Linked DNA regions of Mus musculus: region 1 is linked to region 2. A link is a contact called in public promoter capture Hi-C data. All regions are on one chromosome and are shown on one strand. The core of a region is the stretch at or near the end of the contact, and the rest is flanking DNA. Distances in the headings are between cores, read along the strand shown. Region 1 holds the start of Ndst4 (N-deacetylase/N-sulfotransferase (heparin glucosaminyl) 4). Region 2 holds the start of Sec24d (Sec24 related gene family, member D (S. cerevisiae)).

Region 1 (2,791 bases), core at 81-2,580, 2.1 Mb before region 2:
CACTTTCTCAAAGTTAATTGAGGAGCAGAACACAGTCTACCAAAATAAACAACACACTGCTTCTGAAAAAGTATATCAATTTGTAAATTAGGACAAGTTAAAAGGAAATCAATTTTTAATATTTTTAAACTTTGATTTCTTCTGATATAAGTATTAGAAACACTAAGACCACCTTTAAACATCTCGCATTTTCCAATGTGTTTTGTGTAGGGGGCTTTGGAAGTGTGTGTGTGTATATGTGTGTGCGTGTGTGTGTGTGAATACGGCACTGAGGTGTCGGTGTCCTGCTCACAATCTAGGATATGAATATGACATATATTACCCTGAGATGTTTTCATTTCTAATATGAGCTAGGGGATAGCATCTATTTCCTGATAAACAGCATATGCCAGTGTCGTTCAGTTTCAAATGTGTGTGCCAGCTGTTTCTCTCAAAATTCCATCAAAACAGAGAACACCTATAAATCTTATGTCCCAAGGAGAAGAGTTCTCATCTTGGGCAATTTGCATGCCACATTCTAAGTAATACTTCTTAGGAAACATTTAAACACCAGCCACAGTTATGACTGAAGGCTGAGTTTGCAAAATTAGTAGGTCCAGTAGAAACAGGACAAACCTGTTATCCAGGGAGGTGTTTTGGTGCAAATGTCAGAGTAACTGTTTAAAATTAATCTGCTGTTCAGTTCCCTTTTTACAGCAGGGCAATACATTCTATATACAATGCAAATATAACTTCTACATACTGACAGGTATGTATACACACGCCAGAAAGGGAGATTGAATTTGGCTCTAAAAGTATCTGCTTCTACATAAATCTTTCACAAATAAAACTTTAGTGCGTTTAACTTGTTTATGAAGCTAAGCCACACATACCCCGTCATTGTCAATTTCAACAAATTAGGGCAGTAACTTACCTAGAGAAGCATTTCAATTTTTTTTTCTTTTGCTAACTTGAATTTATCCGAAGTTAGAAAATGAGATATCCAGAATTCAGGTTTACTTGGCTCCACGTTAATTAGCGGAGCTTTCAGTTCGTGCCATCTGCCTCAACAGGATTCTGAGAGCACTCCTCAGCTCCGGTGCCGGTGTCTGGACCCTTCCAGCAGTCTTTTTATTTATACACACATTGTCCTTTTCAAAACAAGCAGCCAGCTGGAATGATTCAGACCTCTGTTCAGCACACCGTTAAAATGCAGCTTCCTTCTCGGACACGAGCCTTACCCCAGGGAGCAGACCGGGTACAGCAAAAAGGCTATGAGAACTATTTAATCACCGGAATACCAGCTGCTCCTGTCTGCTTCTGCCACTGCTGCTGTGCCTCTTGCTTAGCTGGAGTCGGTCTTTCCCTCCCTCCCTCCCTCTCTCCCTCCCTCCCTTTTTCTCTCACATCTCCAGAACTATGAAGGCAGCTCTGCCGGGTTATGATTGGCAGAAACAGCCAATTCCTTCAGCTAATCATCCTCAAGACTTTCAAGGACCTGAAGCTGTTGTGATGTCATCCAGGCAGTGGGATGTTACACATGAACACATTCCAGCAGAAGCTAATTCAGCAGCCGGCAGCCTTCCTCTCACACAACACTGATTGATTGATTAGGTGCCCCTTGAGGATTTGGATAATCGTTCACTGGACAGTTTGAATATTTCCTACATAATCCGAGAATAAGATTTCACTTTGCAGCTATGTCACTGTATCAAGTGGGTTAATAAAAGTTCGTGATGGGGCTTTCTGTTGTGAATATGTGCCAGCCAAAGAGTCTAATTTCAAACAGAACAAAAGCCAGCAATGAGCAATAGAAAACTTGGAGAACTGTCTGTGAGCTACCAAATCCTGATACTTATAATAGCATAAACATGTGTTATCAGTAAGGACAGATAAATATGTAAAACTATATAATGTTAATTAACAGAGGTAAAATTTGATTCCTATGGGAAACTACATTTCTATTTCTCAAATTTAAAAATTATATATATATATATTCATATATATATTTAAATATAAATATACAAGAAAAAAAATGAAAACTTGTTTCAAGACAGAATAGAGCTGCAGAATACTCTCTAATCTGGTGTGTGTGTCTTCAGTTATAAGCAATACATGTAATATTCGGACAATTTCAGTAAAATCCCGTGACTAGAGAGGGGGGTGGAAGTAGTGGAGAAGCCATTAAAGCTTGGCTTTATGATGTCTGTATCCAGTATTATTGGTGTTAACGTCTGCATAACATTTGTCTGCAAATTGCCTAAATTCTCATGCACAGTGAGTTGAGAAAAAGTTTATGTTTATAAAATCTTCAAGCAGCATTCAGCAACTTCTTACCCGGATGGCAAAGAAGCATTTGAAGGTCAAGACATGTTGACTTAGTGATGCCCATTACAATTGAGAGAGATAAGCATACTGCAGACGTATCTTTTTATCAATAATATAATATTATGAGGAAAATACCATGCCATGGTTCAGTGTTGATTAAAATGCATTTTAAATGCTAATTGAAAATTTCTATCTTTTATAGTTTTACCTGTCTGGTTATGGTGCTGGGAATTGAACCCAGAGCCCTTCAGTTTCTAGTATAGCCTCTGTTACCATACCAGATCCCACCATAGTTTTGCTTTTTTGTTGTTTTGCTTGTTTGTTTTTTAATTTCATTATTTATTTAGCATTTTAAGTTTTTGGAAAATTGCATAATTGAGGAAGAAACATTATTGCAAATTGTTCAACCCATTACAGTCTTGCTGCGTTCCTATTTCAAAGGCCAACAGAAGCAGTGCTATATACAAACGGTTGAACTTGTTGG
Region 2 (3,022 bases), core at 262-2,761:
CTCTCTAACTTAGATGACGTCACACCTCTAAGAACATAGGCACCTATATTTAAGGAGCTAAAAAAAAAGCCTTTCATATGTGGGTAGTCATAAACAATCACAAATATAACAGTCCCATCTTGACTCTATTCAGAGCCCAAATGCCAATTAGCTTTACACTTTATGTTTCCATGTTTTGCTAAAACAGATATCTCCTAGAGAGGTTTTTAAAAGATACTTTTGTTTATTTGGTTGGTTGGTTTCTGCAGAGACAAGGTTTCCCTTGTAGTCCTTGCTGTCCTGAACTTACTCTGTAGACCAGGCTAGCCTCGAACTCAAAGAGATCTGCCTGCCTCTGACTCCCCAATGCTGGGATTAAAGGTGTGTGCCACCATGTCTGGCTTTCAAAAAAACATTTGTTACAAGACAGGAGGTGCTCTGAAGCCTGGCAAAAGAATTATGATTTGTTTCCTATCTGCCCATGCAAAGCTTTGTGACACAGTAAACTGAAGAGGTTCTTTGGGCCTCAGTTTTCTGTTTTAGAAAATGAAGTGTCCAAAAGCCATATTAGTTGTGAAACCCTGATTCTCTAGTTTCTTTCCAGTTTCTCCATCAAGCATTTGGGTACCTCTCCTTTCTTTCTCGTTGCTGCGGTTTAAGGTAGTGGTTTAAGGTAAAGATTAGTAATACCTTCTAAGTAAGACGTGGGATCTCTTTATTCTGGAAATGGCATGCAAATTTCAAACGTGAAGACTAACATCCATGATTTAGCTTTGTTTTCATATTAAACCTTCAGCTTCCGAGTAGCAACCATGAGTATGATGAGGTCACTGTCTTGCTAACGGAGGACAGAAAGGCAGACAAAGGTCTCTAGTTCACTGTGTTCCTGACAACACTTTCCCTCCTCCCACTGCGCCTAGAGAGACGTGGCAGTCGCTTGGCCCCGTGCAGCCCAGAGCCTTCAGAAGACCGCACCGGCGCACCCACGCAGCAGCTGCGGAAGGGGAGCGGGACAGCGATGCTCACAGCAGGGGACTGGAAGCCGCCCAGCCCTCTTCCCTGGTCCTGGGAGGAATTCGCTTCCTCACCCTTCTCTGCCACGTCAAACTTCCTCACCCAGTACACCAAGTTGCAGAAACCTGACTCAGCTGCAAGCGGCGACATGGCAGAGAGCCACTTGGCACAAACCGGCCTCGAATCCAAACCCCGAGCGCTCGGATTCTACAAAGACACCCTTCCCCTTCCACTGTCACCCGGGACAAGTTCGCGTTTCCCTCTAATGATGTCCCGGAGCTGAACACTGTAGTTGCCATTTTCCCTCGGAATATTTCCAGCCCTCTCCTCCTCCGGGAACCAGAGAGCCAAGTTGATGGGGAGTCGCGGTGCAGCCGCGTGTGGACGCTCCGCACCCTCAGCCCGAACCTGCTGTACCTGTGGCTCCCCTTCCTCCCCACCCTCCTCCCTGCGCCCTGCGCCCCGCGTCTGCCGTACCTGCTCTGCACGCTCCGCGCCCCGCGCCGCCGCCGCCGAGTCGCTCTGGGTTGCTAGTGCCACGTCAGGCGCCCGGGCGCGCGCGCGTGCTGGACCCGCTCGCTCCCGCGGCGCGCCCTGGCGGGGGCGGGGCCGCACCTCCCACTGCGGTCTCGCGCCTCTTTCCGGGTCTTTTCCTCTAAGCTTTTCCTTCGCGAGGCCCCGCCTCCTCCAATTTGTCAAAGATCCTCCGGAGCCGGTGGCAGGGGACTTGGGTGGGGTGAGGAGGGCGCGCTCTGGGTTCAACAGGTGGCACTGAATCGCTGCGCTGCGCTCGCCTTACTGGAAGCGACGCGTGTCGGGGAGTGCTCAGTGGCCAGAGGAATCTGGCGCGTGGACAGACAATTTGATGACGTCTTCCAGCACAACCACAGAAGGAAGGAAGGCCCACGACAGCCTGGTTCTGTGTGAAACGAGACGCTCAGCTGAGGTGTCCTCAAGGAAGCAAAGGGTTGCAGGACCTCCGTGGGCTTGCCCACTTAACTGGGTGTGCCCCACCCACAAACAGGAACTGGCCTGTGTCAAAGGTAGATAACTTTTAGCTCACCTTTGGACAGAAACAGTTGAGAAACACCTATTTGGCCCTAAAATCAGGACCAATAGGCCACACTCCAAAAATGTCTCACTATCAGAGAGAAAGTATGAGTTCAGTCCGCAGCCGAGCTGCGAGTTTGGGGAATCTATGAAAGTTTTATGAAATAAAAGCAGCCTAGTGATTTTGCCCTCACTGTGTGCCTCCTTCTGAGGAACCAGAAATAAAAGCTCCCTAAAGCTTGACTAATCAAAAGCTACCTGAGTAACTTTTCCTGTTGCTGTGATAAAATACTCTGGCAACCACAACTAAAAGGAGAAAATGTTTATTTTGGTCCACAGTTCAAGGGAGTAATCCATCTTGATGCGGTAGCTTGAGGCAGCTGATCACTATGCGGGCACAGTCAGGAAAGCAGAGAGCAATCAGTGCTTGTGTCTGGCTCTTTTTATGCAGTCCAGGATGCCAGTCCAGGGAATGATGTCCCACACACTGGGCGGGTCTTCTCAGCTCAATCCATCTATGCTCAATATAGATCCTCTCAGACCTGCCAGGTCTTCTTTTAGAATTATCATTATCAAGACATGTTGTTGTTGTTGTTTGAGACAGGGTTTCTCTTTGTAGCCTTTGCTGTCCTGGAACTCACTCTCTAGACCAGGCTGGCCTCAAACTCAGCAATCCACCTGCTTCTGCCTCCCAAGTGCTAGGATTAAGGACATGAGCCACCATCACCCACAGTATTAGGAATTTTGAGGCAACTGTGTCAACTGTTTATCACTAAAAAAGAAACCAATTTAAAGGGTAATAATTTGCATTGTCTCAGTCTCTAAGGTTTCAGTCCTAAGTCATCTTGCTGAACTGCTATAGGTGTCTGAAGATGCAAAGCATCGTGACAGGCAGGAGGACTGACACAGTAAAGCCGCTCATGTCACAGTAGCCAGGAAGCAAAGAGGGAGACATAGAGGGTCCCCAAGCAAGCCACAG

Evidence for each region. Promoter capture Hi-C pulls out the DNA fragments that hold promoters and counts their contacts.
Region 1: a contact with region 2 is called in a promoter capture Hi-C map of hippocampal neurons, with 7 times the contacts expected there. The contact joins the promoter of Ndst4 here to the promoter of Sec24d in region 2.

Annotation. Positions count from the first base shown.
Region 1 is chr3:125,402,630-125,405,420 of GRCm38.p6, reverse strand. Ndst4 (N-deacetylase/N-sulfotransferase (heparin glucosaminyl) 4) reads right to left here and starts at 1,330. Exons shown (of 14, transcript NM_022565.2): 1 at 914-1,330.
Region 2 is chr3:123,265,985-123,269,006 of GRCm38.p6, reverse strand. Sec24d (Sec24 related gene family, member D (S. cerevisiae)) reads right to left here and starts at 1,511. Exons shown (of 23, transcript NM_027135.2): 1 at 1,471-1,511.